3 separate regions of the Mus musculus genome follow, and all the other regions are linked to region 3. Evidence: chromatin contacts called from public Hi-C data. All regions are on one chromosome and are shown on one strand. The core of a region is the stretch at or near the end of the contact, and the rest is flanking DNA. Distances in the headings are between cores, read along the strand shown.

What was found. Hi-C and Micro-C count contacts between places; a contact is called where the count stands out from the background.
Region 1: a Hi-C map of the G1E-ER4 cell line shows a contact between it and region 3, with 3 times the contacts expected there. The contact joins the enhancer-like site here to the promoter of Bard1 in region 3. A contact is called at or near these places in 1 of 39 promoter capture datasets (fetal liver), 9 of 484 Hi-C or Micro-C datasets (the C2C12 cell line, the G1E-ER4 cell line, adipose-derived mesenchymal stem cells and 2 more) and 1 of 9 other capture datasets (liver).
Region 2: a contact with region 3 is called in a Hi-C map of liver, with 2.3 times the contacts expected there. The contact joins the enhancer-like site here to the promoter of Bard1 in region 3. A contact is called at or near these places in 4 of 484 Hi-C or Micro-C datasets (the AML12 cell line, embryonic stem cells and liver), 2 of 115 datasets of contacts at active chromatin or transcription factors (both in embryonic stem cells) and 1 of 9 other capture datasets (adipose tissue).

The regions. Positions count from the first base shown.
Region 1 is chr1:70,900,706-70,904,562 of GRCm38.p6, forward strand. The region is part of intron 1 of Gm29906 (a long non-coding RNA gene); the gene reads right to left. Among named protein-coding and RNA genes, the nearest start is that of Gm29906, 16 kb to the right of the region's middle. Within about 2 kb of position 1,781, at least 13 of the 459 cell types and tissues checked have an H3K27ac peak or open chromatin away from gene starts, as enhancers often do. A contact at or near this core is called in the G1E-ER4 cell line, where this site is marked.
Region 2 is chr1:71,229,655-71,234,090 of GRCm38.p6, forward strand. No RefSeq gene overlaps it. Among named protein-coding and RNA genes, the nearest start is that of Gm39659, 95 kb to the right of the region's middle. Within about 2 kb of position 1,762, at least 5 of the 459 cell types and tissues checked have an H3K27ac peak or open chromatin away from gene starts, as enhancers often do. A contact at or near this core is called in liver, where this site is marked.
Region 3 is chr1:71,101,109-71,105,460 of GRCm38.p6, forward strand. It overlaps Bard1 (BRCA1 associated RING domain 1), which reads right to left and starts at 1,864. Exons shown (of 11, transcript NM_007525.3): 1 at 1,560-1,864. The coding sequence starts at 1,699.

The DNA of each region.
Region 1 (3,857 bases), core at 531-3,030, 200 kb before region 3:
TCTTATTTCATCACATGTACTTTACATATATACAAAAATCAACTGTGTGTACTGGATGATCTACAATAAAGGCCACCTTAATGATATATAGTAACCACAATGACATTGAGATGTGTTTATGAGAAGCAAGCATGAGACAGCAACAAATCAGAGACAACTAGAGACCACTACGGAACATTCTAAAGAACAGATGTGGAACCTGTAAATGCAAGAGTTTAATGGATAGTGAGAGCTAGTTACATATAAGACAATGCAGAGATTGCTACGCAGAATTCAGTAGGCATAATAGTATCTGCTATAAAGATTCTAATTAAGTAATTCCCCACTTCTGCCTTCCGTGTTATTATGAGTGGTGGCCTCTTTTCTAGTAGAAATTCTTAAATACTCTAAAGGCTCCCAGTCAAGATGACACCTTGAATTAGCACGTAGCCATCTCTGACATTCACATACAGTGAGTGCTGCTGGGTTTGATATTTTTAAATGGTTAAAGGCGAACCTAAACCATATAGAAAGCATCCAATGTCTAGAAATAAAGTATTTTTAAAAACCAAAAAACTAAACAGATATAAGTGGATTCATCAAACTCTCAATCAATCTAAACCCAGAAATGCTCAGAATATATTCATTCATGTGTGCACCCACGGTAAAATTTCCCCAGAGATTAGCTGGTGAAAGGTTTTTTTCTAGGGCTGTCCTTTCTCCAGTGTCACCACAGGACAAGTGCGCATAGCCACAATGTAAAAGCCGACTCTATCTAGATAGGATAAATCATGCTCACAAAATCACAGGCAGGAAAGAATGGACACAAAGTCACACTAGGGAACTGTTGCTCAAGGTGAGCTTGCAAACTGAAATTTCTAGCATATTAAAAATGGCCAAGCTAAGAAAAGAAAGGGCAATCATTGAAATGTGGGGAAAAATGAATTTAAAATAGAAATGTTCCATATCGTCAGAGCAACAAATAATATCTGTAACATTAAAAAATATAAAAACAAAGCAGCCACATATGAATAGAAATAGGAAAAGAAGACATTTGGGAGTGTAGAAATTAAAGTTAGGTACTAAAATATAATAAAAATACATAAATGATCTACTCCATATAGCCAGAGTCAAAATTAATTTTAGAAAAGATATATATTCTCCCATAGCAAAGCACAAAGAAATAAAGCAAGAAAACATAAAGCACAAGGTATGATATATTAATAAGGATGATTAAAAGAGCATATTAAACTTCTTCAGAGAAACTATTGAATACAAACAGACATTAAAGTCTAACTTCTATTCTAGTAAGCAAGGGAAAAAAGCTAGAAAAGTCTGTCTGACAAAAATCATAACGAGGAATGGAGAGAATTTAAGAAAATAATCTGTTCAATGATTTTGATTGAATTTACATAAATCAATAATAAAAACAAATGTAAGTAGATTAAAATTTTGTAATAAAATCCATCAAATTCACCCAATATCTTATGAAACATACAAAATAATAATAATGAAACTTTGAATAAGCTTAAAGACCATACACTAGGTCAAAATTATAACACTAGGCTATTACCTGCCATTTTCATGGCATTGACATTCACAGAAAGTAGGATCATAAAAACAGTGATGAATGGAAATTGCAGCAGGGATCAGTGACTTCCTCACACCATGTCAGATGTAAACACAGAGGCACACCCTTTAAACTGGTGATAACAGGTTTTATCTAGTAACTACAGGGACAGAACCCAGCTCTGTCATTCCATATGGGACAGAGGTGAAGTGCAGTGTCAAAGGAGAAAGAGAGATAAGCATGGGCACTCAGACAAGTCTGAGAAAAGACACTTCACAAAGGAGCGTTGGTGGCGGGATGAAAGGTGGAAGCTGGCTGATAAGGAATCAAAACAAGGTTGCCATGCCTCCACAGACGCTGGGAGATAGAGCTTATCCTTCTTGACTTCTGCAATTGTATGGGATGCCCAGCCCCTCTCAAGAGTGGAAATAGCAAGCTCTGGACATTTACAATTGTGACCTGCTTTATGTGCTAAGAAAGGGCATCTCATCACTCTGAGGAGTGATGGAACCATCCTGGGGATGCTACTTCTTGCTGCTAAATTACCTATTTGGGGGCTAGTATCTTAGTGCAAAGGTTTGCATGGCATCATTCTGTGTAGAATTCTGTGTAGAATTTTGCTGTAGTTGTATATACCCTCAGGGAAAAAAATCTACACACACTCCACCTAGCTGGTCTCAACAAGTTTTGCTTACAAATGGTTTTTGTGATATGGTATCATTAATTCCATTCAACCTCAAACTTTGAGTATATGTCCTTTAGTAGTGTGACAAAATGGTAGACAGGACAAAACACTTTCTGCGCATATTGGAGCCTTTGAGTTGTGTGAAAGAAAAGCCATTGTTCAGGTGTTTAGATCATGACATGAACTACTATGCTCCCCATGACAAATCATTTATAAGTGAAAGAATGAATACCAGACAAACTCTGGTTTTCAAAGTTTGGGGTTTTGGTGTATATTTTTCTGAACAATAAATGTAGTAAGTCTGACAAGTCAAGGAAAACAACTGACAACTAACAATATCTGTTGCCAGTGATGAAATCCAAGCTTTCAAGTGAAAATTAGAAAATTAGAATTTTGTAAAATTGGTATTCATCACTGTGAGCTTGAAAGCACTGCAATATTTTAAAAGTGTTCTAAGAAGATCATGGTTATATTAATAAATGTGATTTTTGGCACTTTGTAATGAAAATTTCTTCACTTGAAAGATCTGTATAATTCAGTGAACCAGTATTTTTCCAAATGCTTAGCATTACAAAATCAAATAGAAATACAAAGAGAGTGCAAGAACAGACAGAGAGCATTACAGAAAGCCACAGCCAACCAAAGGCCATGGTTGTAAAACCCAATGGATAAATGTGCTGATATACAATACAACTCTTATATTTATGGCTCAGGGATCATTCTGGAAAACAGGGCAGAAAGATTCTATGAGTCAGAGCAAGAAGTTTGCTATGAGACTGTACCTCCTAGAAATGTCTGAGAAACTACACCCATCAATATGGATGCCATGACCTGTACAGAGACATCATCAATAGACACGCTAATGGGAAAGGGGTAAAACCCATGAAGCCTCACCACAGATGATGAAGTACAAGCAACTAAGGAATGCCAGGAGTGGAGGGAACAGTCACCTCCAGGCAAGAGCACATTAATTGAGTATCCAATACCAAATGGTCAGTTCTAAAGATGTGTGTGTATGTTTGTGTGTGTGTGTGTGTGTGTGTGTGTGTGCACACACGCGTGCATGTATCAGCATTATACAGGCTGAGCAGTTGTATTTGGTTGTATTTACTATTTATATATTTAGCAAAAAATAGACACACACACACACACACACACACACACTCCTGAAAAAGGTAAAGGGAAGGGGCTGTGAATTTGATAACGAGCAAGAGAGGGTTACATAAGAGTGGCTGGGGAGAGAGAGAGAGAGAGAGAGAGAGAGAAGAGAAGAGAAGAGAAGAGAAGAGAAGAGAAGAGAAGAGAAGAGAAGAGAAGAGAAGAGAAGAGAAGAGAAGGAAGAAAAATGATGTAATTATCTTATAGTCTTAAAACATTGTTTTAAAATTATTTTTAAGAAGTGCAAGGTAAACAACTGGTTTCGGCATAACAGAGCAACTGAAAGAGTTTATTGACTTGAATTCATACTGACCTTGCCACTATCTATACATAGAAAGATACTGTTGTGTTTCATTATTCATGCGACTCCACATATTGTTGATATTCCTAGTCATGATGAAAATGATGAAAAGACCTTATATATTAGTTCTACAAAAATTAAGGCACAATTGCTATGGTATGCCA
Region 2 (4,436 bases), core at 512-3,011, 130 kb after region 3:
CACACCCATGTTCTAATATGCTTACAATTCTTTCCTGCATGTACTATTTACCCACACCTGAGACCCATGCACCCACCAACCTATTAGTCATCCAGGACCCCTACCTGCATTGAGCTACATGCATATTCCACATTAAACAGTAGAATATTTTTCCCATTAATGAGCAACAAACACAGTCAGTTTCTATTTTATCATACTTCAGTAATATCTGGGAACGAAGGTAGATTTATCTAGTCTACACTGGATAGGGGTGTGTGTACAATAAAGCAAGCTATGTTCTCTAAGTGATTTTTTAAAAAAGTGTGTGTGAGTGTGTTTGAGTGTGCATGAGTGCATGAGGGGTGTGTGTGTGCATGTGTGTGTGTGTGTGTGTGTGTGTGTGTGATGTGATTACAGGTGCCTACAGAAGCCAGAAGAGGGTGTCAGATCTCCCAGAGTTAGAATTTCAGGCTGTTTTAGGTCACCCACTGTGGGTTCTGGAAACCAAACTAACCAAACTCAGGGCTACTGCAAGAGAGCAAGCATTTCTAATTGCTAAGCCATCTCTTCAGGACCCCTAAATGAACTTTTACAGTGAATGACCTATTTTCCACTTTCTGTATATCTGTAATAGGGTAGTCATATGGCTATTGTCAAATACATCATGGGAAAGGACAGGAATCCTTAAGCAAAGACTTATGTGACTCAAGACTGTCATCAAAACACATTTAAAATATGCCCCATAGCAAACAAATCCTGCATTCTTTTGAAACCCATAAAAGGAAATCTCATACTAATCAAGGTCCTTAAATACTCTTGTGGCCAGTTATCACTCCTGACAATGTATTCTCTTGTAGACTTGTTCTATTATTTGGCATTAAATAAAGTTTTCTTGCTACTGTGAATAAGAGACCAAGAGCATCGAAACATTGACCCTGACTCTGACTTCTGGTAACAATCTTAAGTTATAGAAAATATCTTTTGAAGATGATAAACTTGATTGTTACTTGTAAGAATAACCCAAAGAGACAAAAAAAGCAAAGCAAAAACAAAACAAAAGCAACCAAACAAAAAATAGACAAACAAACAATAATTGGGGCTCAGTATAAGATGAAATTCTTTCAACTGGAAACCTTAGGCTCTGACTATTCTCTAAATGCTGAAATTTTGAGAGGATTTCTAGAATCAGTACAATGCAAGCTCACCATCTACTTTATGTTAAGCAAATATAGGCACAGTCTTCCATAGAAAACTGTGGTTTCAGGAGTTTTCTTTTGTAAAAATTTAATCTTATTATTATATAATTTGTATCTGTGCTTGCACACATGAGTGTGCAAGCACCAGGGCATGGTTTCTGGAGGTCAGAGGACCACTGGCAAGAGTTAGGTTTTGCCTTTCCCTGTAGGTTCTGGGTGACAGAACTCAGGCCGTCAAGCTTATGTGACAAACACCTTTTTACTGGTCACATTATCTTGTCACCATTACTTCTGCGTTTATTATTAGGAAGCTGAAACCAAGCCACGTCACGACAAAGTCAAAGACAGCTCTCACTATGCAGAACTTCCCAGAGGACCTCACTGAAGGACTTTAGCGTTCATTTAGTTCTCTTTTTAAAATAAACCCCACGAGGAAGATATTAGTACTTATGCTCATTCTAAAAATAAACTGGTTACAGTGACAAAGTCACTGTGTCCAAAGTGACAAAGTTACAGGTGTCCAAAGTCATGCTGATGGGAAACTGGTGGTGAACTTTGAAAGTAGAAGCTGAAGCCAGGGACTGGTTCAAAGTCCACTCCCTAGCTGTGCTGTCCACAGCCTGTCTGAGGAGGCAGCAGCATTGGCATGCCTGGACATTTGTTGGAAATACAGAATCCTGGACTCTATCCCAGACTTATGATCAATATCTTCATTTTAATAAGATTTCTAGGTGACTTATGTGTACACTCATATGAGAAGCTGTTCTCCAAACCCCTGCTTTCTAATATCCCTCAGATGAGAAACAATCAATGTTATGAGTGCTTACAAAAGTGTACTTGGAGTGAGTGTGCATGTCTTAGCCATGGTGGGGTGGGCAGTCAAAAGCCAAACACAAGGCACATCTGATTGTACTGTAAACAAGACTTCTTCAATCTCCTTTGTGGTGGTTTGTATAAGCTTGGCTCAGGGAGTGGCACTATTAGGAGGTGTGGCCTTGTTGGAGTAGGTGTGTCACTGTGGGTGTGGGCTTTAATACCCTAGTCCTAGCTGCCTGGAGTTAGTTTTCCACCTGCAGTCTTCAGATGAAGATGTAGAACTCTCAGCTCTGCCTGCACCATGCCTGCCTGGATGCTGCCAAGCTCCCAGGTTGATGATAATGGACTGAACCTGTGAACCTGTAAGCCAGCCCCAATTAAATGTTGTCCTATATAAGACTTGCATTGGTCATGGCATCTGTTCACAGTAGTAAAACCCTAACTAAGACACCTTAAAGACAGAAACAGGCACTTGTCAAGAATACAACTTGTTCCCTAATCACCAAGTTGGAAGCTGTATTTTATTTTATTTTATTTTAATTTTTTAAAGAAAGTGCCCTAAATGATTCCCATGTTGAGGAATCATTTGATTCTCTGCAGTTGAAGACTGCATTGAGTTAAGCTTTACAATCAATAAGTAATGGAGACAGGGAATCACTATACCTGAAAAACTGTGTCTTAATTCAAAGTGTTATATTGTCATCCTTAAGTAAGAGCCCATCAAAGAAAGGTCTGTTATTTTTTGTTTGTTTGTTTGTTTGTTTGTTCCAATAAGGCAATGAAAAAGAGTTTCTGGGTACAAAGGATGGCAGAGCTCGGGGTCCACGCAGCAGTGAGGAGAGCAGAGATTTCCAGAGGATGATCGAGGCTACATCTTTTGAAGCTGTAACCTGCCATGGAGATGGTGGCTTCAGGCTTGGGAAGCCTGATGACATTAAATACTATAATCACATAATTAACTTGCTTCAGCTCTCTGCTCAGCAAGCAACCTTCTGATTAAAGCTCAAGTTCCTATGCAGCATGCTTTAAAGTGGAGATTTGTTGGCTGGGGGATAGGCGTGTTCAGTTCAGGTTTTTGTAGTAAATCAATAATCCACCATTCACATTTCATCCATCAGCATCCTGACATTTGATGTGAGTTCATTCTTGGGAGGATGGTGTTAACCCCTTGATGCTGTTAAACAAAGAGTCTGAGGATATATTGGGAGCTGGGGTCTGATGACAGGTTTGTGTAGGAAAGGTCTATCTGAGTAGACCTACCAGAGCCCATTTCCTTTGATGCTGTTGTCAAACTAGGATGCTGTAGACTCTAGAGTCTAGAGGAATAACAGAAATAGAATGAGTACATCATCAAATAGGATTTATTAGACTGACTTAAGCAATGTGGGTTGGGTGGCTCAACAATAGCTATCTATCAATGCTGGAGAGGCCGAGAACCCAGTAGTTGTCTATTCCATGATGCTGGATAATGGTAGTTCCAATATGGTACCATATTGGCTTGGAGGATTCTTTGGTCTATGTTGGAAGGTCAAAGAAACTGGATTCCAATGTAAATGAAGGATAGCAACGGCAGCAATAGTAAATCTCTAAGGACAGCATGCAAAACCAATTGTTTTTCTTTCCTACATCTTTATATCTGAGATGCCACGGAAAGGAAATCTCTACTCTGTGAGGAGAGACTTCTCCCTCTAGTTACTTCTTCCAGGTAATACCATTCCTGGAAAGCATCCAGAGGCATGGGTCTTAGTTGATTGTAGACTCAGTCAAGTGGCCAACAAGACTAACTATCATGGGTGTGTAGCTGTTTCTTCTGATTTAAACGTTCTCTTCTGGAGGAAGGATTGAGGTCAGCAGGCTAAAGAAACTTACAAGACCCACAAAACCCCTTCTTGATCTTGTTTAAGCAGCTAACATTTGCTATGGGTAGGATATCTTTGATAATGTAGGTGCCTACAACACAAAGAACGCTAGTGGTCCAACTTTCATGATCTATCTCTCTGCTAGAGTGAACTTTTGATAGCATAGTTGCCTGTAGTAAAAATATTAAAAATCCCGGTGTTGGTATCAGGACCTCTGAAACCTGTAACATCACATAGGCGGGACCTGAACACCTGTTGCCAAGGCAACAGCCACCATATTCCCAGAATCTTCTTGGCTCACTTCCCACCTTTACCTGTGTTATGTCATCACCCCATATATAAAGAAAGGCCCTCCTGATCTCTCTCTTTTTGTTTTCCTTCCTCTTTTCACTGCCATGCCCCCCCCCTCCCAGTAAACCTCACATGGAACTGTTTGGCTTGGTGTAGTCCTTCTGAAGCCCTGCAATGTTCAAGATCATAACACCTGGCCCAGAGCTTCTTCCCAGATTTTGACCATTTATGTTCCCAAATGAAAGACACACATAGCCTTTATATTTTTAAATAGGCAGCACAATAGCTGGGCAGC
Region 3 (4,352 bases), core at 614-3,113:
AGCTAGCTCGCTTAGTTTAAAAGAGCTGGCAGTTGGTAAAAAGGGAAACTGGTTGTTTAATTTTAGGACAACCTACAGATTATTCATATTACTTTATCTAGTTAGTCTCTTCCAAATGGCTCAGCAAGCAGACTAAATCATTTTCTCATCACATCTTTTTGTGTCCATTTTGGATAGTCACCACAGGAAACAACTTACATGTATTTAATTTTTTCTTGGGATCCCTGAGGCAGGGTTACAGAAACATTGGGAAGGAAGCTTTGCTCACGAATGGGCTCTCCATACTCGGAACACTGTTTGGTATGTATTCATTACATGTTTATTATCAAATCTCAATATTAGCAAATTAATATGTGAATGAGCAAACCATTATTACTGAGGTACAGAGAAGACCAAAGATGTGGCTGGAACCTGAACTCATGTGGTCTGACACATTCTAAGTGGAAGAATATGTGTTTCCATCTGAGTTTAACTGTGGTTCAACTATTTAAAGCAGTGGTTGGGTCTCAACCTTCCCTGATGCTACAACCCCTTCAATATAGTTCCAAACGTTGTGGTGACCCTAAACCATACCATTCTTTTCTTTGCTACTTCATAACTGTAATTTTGCTACTAAGCTGGGTCTCCGTTCCTAAGACCTAAATGTGTGTCCCAGTGGTCGCGACCCACAGATTGAGATCCAACATGTGCGTCATCACTGGCCTGCTACTGCAACTAGAAGTTGAGTTTCCGATGTATGTCTACACCCAGGATGATCCGTATGCTTTAGGAAAACACAAGCAGAACTCAGAACGTGTTCATGTTAACAGAATCGCCACTCTCCTAAGAAATACAATGCCATTCTTTCAAATACTAAGAGTTTGTAAAAAAAAAAAAAAAAAAAAAAAAAAAAGAATAATTTAACGTAAGTGCAAAGTTTGTTGCCAGTTAACTTTAAAAAAAAAAAAAAAAGTTGCAGTTAACACTGTATTTGTAGTAAAGACTGAAGGCTTAACATTCGCTACTGCCAAAGAGAAAAAAGGGGAAAGAAGTATATTTCTTGGTAGTATTCGATAAACAGCCTCAGGTAAGAAAGTACCACTTAGGAGTGCATTTCAGACTGAATAAAATCCAAGAGAGGGCATGTTGGAGGATCAGTGGTACAGGGCCATAATCTAACTAAGTTAAAATTGCGATGCTCAACAAACTGCCATCGCCAAACTACCGGTCACCAGGTCCCTAGCCTCCCATTCCCCACGCCGAGCCTGCTACTAGAGAAAGGACCAAAAGGTCAGCCTCACAGGGGCTGTTGTGCCCCGCACGCAACCACGGGACCACGCTCCCAGAGGACCGAACTCCAGGACCCCAGCAGCACTAGCTCGGCTCAGCTCCGAGCGTCACCTTCGGGGAGTGACCAACGAGCTGCGCTTTGAGCCACGCCCCGAAGGCAGTTCTCCCGCGAAAATTCGAAAAGTGCCGTTTGAGTCATCTTCGTTGCAGGTGGCTGGGAAGCCACTCAGAAAACTCAGGAGTGGGACACGGAGGGACAGACGACACTAGGTCGCCAGGCCGGTCCTTACCAGCGGGAGCAGCGCAGCAGCTTCTCCAGGCGGGCAAGCGCCGCGCGGCTGTGGGCCCAAAGCCCGTCGGTAGCCGGCTCCATGGCGGGCACGGGAGCAGGCTGGTTCCCAGAGCAGACCCTCGGCGGCCGGCGTGGCATTCCCACAGAGGAGGGGAGGTCAGGTTTGCTCTAGCGCCGCACCCCGCTGGTCACCGCCGGATCCTGCTGCGTGCGGAGTCTCTGAATTGGTCGGACGCCTCCGGCTCGGAGGCTGAAACGCGGTAAAACTCAGAGATGGAAGGACCCGGCTTTAGGCCACGCCCTCAAGGCCTGAGGGCGGGGCTTTAGTAATGCGGTCCAAGTTCCGGAAATGGAGAGGCGAGGCTTGAGAGGCCACGCCCTCAGGAGGTGTAGGGCGGACCGCGGAAACCAAAGTGCCAAGGCGCGGGGTTGAGGAGGCGTGGGGAGAAGTCACCTAGGCCTGTGGCCCTAGGAGGCGGGGTATAGCGCGCTCAAACTTCCTGAGCGGGAAACTGAGCGGCGGGGCCTCAGGCCACGCCTTCAAAGAGGCGGGGCTCCCCATGGGTTTCATTCCCACCCCCTCTCAGTTTACTGAAACTGTGCTTACCTAGAAGTTGGATTCTAACCCTCCCATAGCCTCAGGAGCTTGCCGCTGAAGCCATCTACAAAGAGTGGCATTCAAGCTACTGTTGAACTTGGACAAGCTTTTCCCATGACAATAAAAGTACTACCCTTTATATAAGAAAGTTCTCTTTTTCTCCTTGCTGTAGGATATAAGAATCCGCTAAATACTAAGTTTCAATTTCACTTTTTAACTAGCTGTAAATATCCGACCAAGGGCATCTCTTAGAAGTTCTGGTGTGCTTTTAAAATATGATAAACTGCATAAAACGTTTTTGTTTGCTAGAGGGTCTACCCTCCCCGGGGATTTTTTTTTTTTTTTTTTTTTTGAAACGGCGTCTGTTTGCCAACCTAGCTTAAACTGTGAAGCTAAGGGTGACCTTGAACTTCTCAGTTTGCGATCCTCCACCTCTGCGCGATAGGGGATTACAGATATGCACCACCACGCCCAGCTTACATGGTGCTGAACTGAGTTTAGAGCCTCCTTTATGCTAGAAGTATTCTACCAGCCAAATCCATAGACCCTCCTGCGGATCTGAATATTAACACTGGGCAAGCACAGCCCGCCCTCTCCACAGCTTCCAACCTATGAACACATTCTTGCATATCCCCTTTTATTTCTCTGTCTCTGCTTAACCGCCCCAGCTGCCTCTGTTTACCTTAAAGTTGTTCCTTCTTACTGGAATCCACACATCTGCCTAGATTGCCTCCCATCCTTAGGCCTCACTAAAGATATACAAGACATTACCAAACACAAAATTAGTCTTGGCACTACCCTGATTAAACTCTAAAGGTGGAAAGGCCTGGAAGGTCCTTTAATCCCAGCACTAGAGGCATGGAAATGGGGGGAGGGGGGGGGAAGAGCAGGTGGATCTCTGAGTTCAAAGCCAGCCTAGTCAACAGAGTTCTGAGACAGTCAAGACAAACCCTATCTCAAATAAATAAACAAACAAACAAACAAATAAAACTCTAAAGCTATTTCTTTGATGAGATATGAGGCCTATGCCAACCTGGGAAAGCATGCCATTATTCTCCCGTGGAGCTTTTCTTCATCAAAAGCCTAGGTCCAGCTGCCTCTGGGCTTTTACACAAAGATTCACTTTGGAACCTGGAATTTTCCTCTTAGGCAGTACTCCTTCAGATCTCAGCTCAAACATCAATGCTTGAAAGGTTTTCCTGATCCTGAATGTAGAGTCTCTCAGGTACTTTTAACCTCACAGTTCATAGCATGCACATTTATATGAGCATTTATAGAACCAGGGTGGACATGTAATATAAAGCTCTAAATAGAGCTGAGAGTTTGAGTTCTTGGACTCTTATATATCGCAAGTGCTTCACTTAATTATCTGACTCAAGCCTCCTATGAATACTACAACTTGAGGCTAAATTCAGTGTGGGACTGAACCAATGTGTCTGCCCCTGAAAGAACCTAGTGGGGAAACCCCCACTCAATTTTTGTTCAGCGCGCACCCAAGAATCAAGAAAAGACGACCATCTTGATGTAAAAGCATGAGGTAGTTTAATGACGGAGCTCCGGGCCAACACATATCTCCCGCAGGAGACAGAGGTGTCGACCACATGGTGGAGTCATAATGGCAGAGCTCCGGTTCAAAACGTATCTCACTCAGGAGACAGTGGTTTCGACCCCGACACTTGGAAGCTAGGGGTTTTTATAGAAAAGGGATGGGGCTGGGGGAGGAATTGGCTCGGTTTCACATGATTGGTCCATTTAAACACCAACAGACTGTCAGAAGGGTGGGAGATAGGGAGGCACTAGGACAGTCAGGACATATGACGACGGGCCTACCCGGGCATGTCCTGGCCTATTCTGCTATGTTCTCAGCCCCAGGTTTCAAAGCTCACAAACAACTCTTTGGGCTATTTGACATAAATTACATGAATCACATGTCTCAAGTTTTATTTCCTTTCACCCCAAGTTCATGAATGGAAGCTCTAGCCCCTAATGAGACAGCATTTGGAGGCAGGGACTTATGAAAGCACTTAGGTTTATATGAGATTTTGAGGATGGAACTGATGAACCAGCCTGCCTCCATCTTAGGCTTGAAAGCCATCATCTTACAGTAAAAACAAACCAAGTTCATTCCTGATTATGATTAATATTCCATTTCTCAAGGATTGGGCTATGCCCAACCTGCAACCTTACTTACAA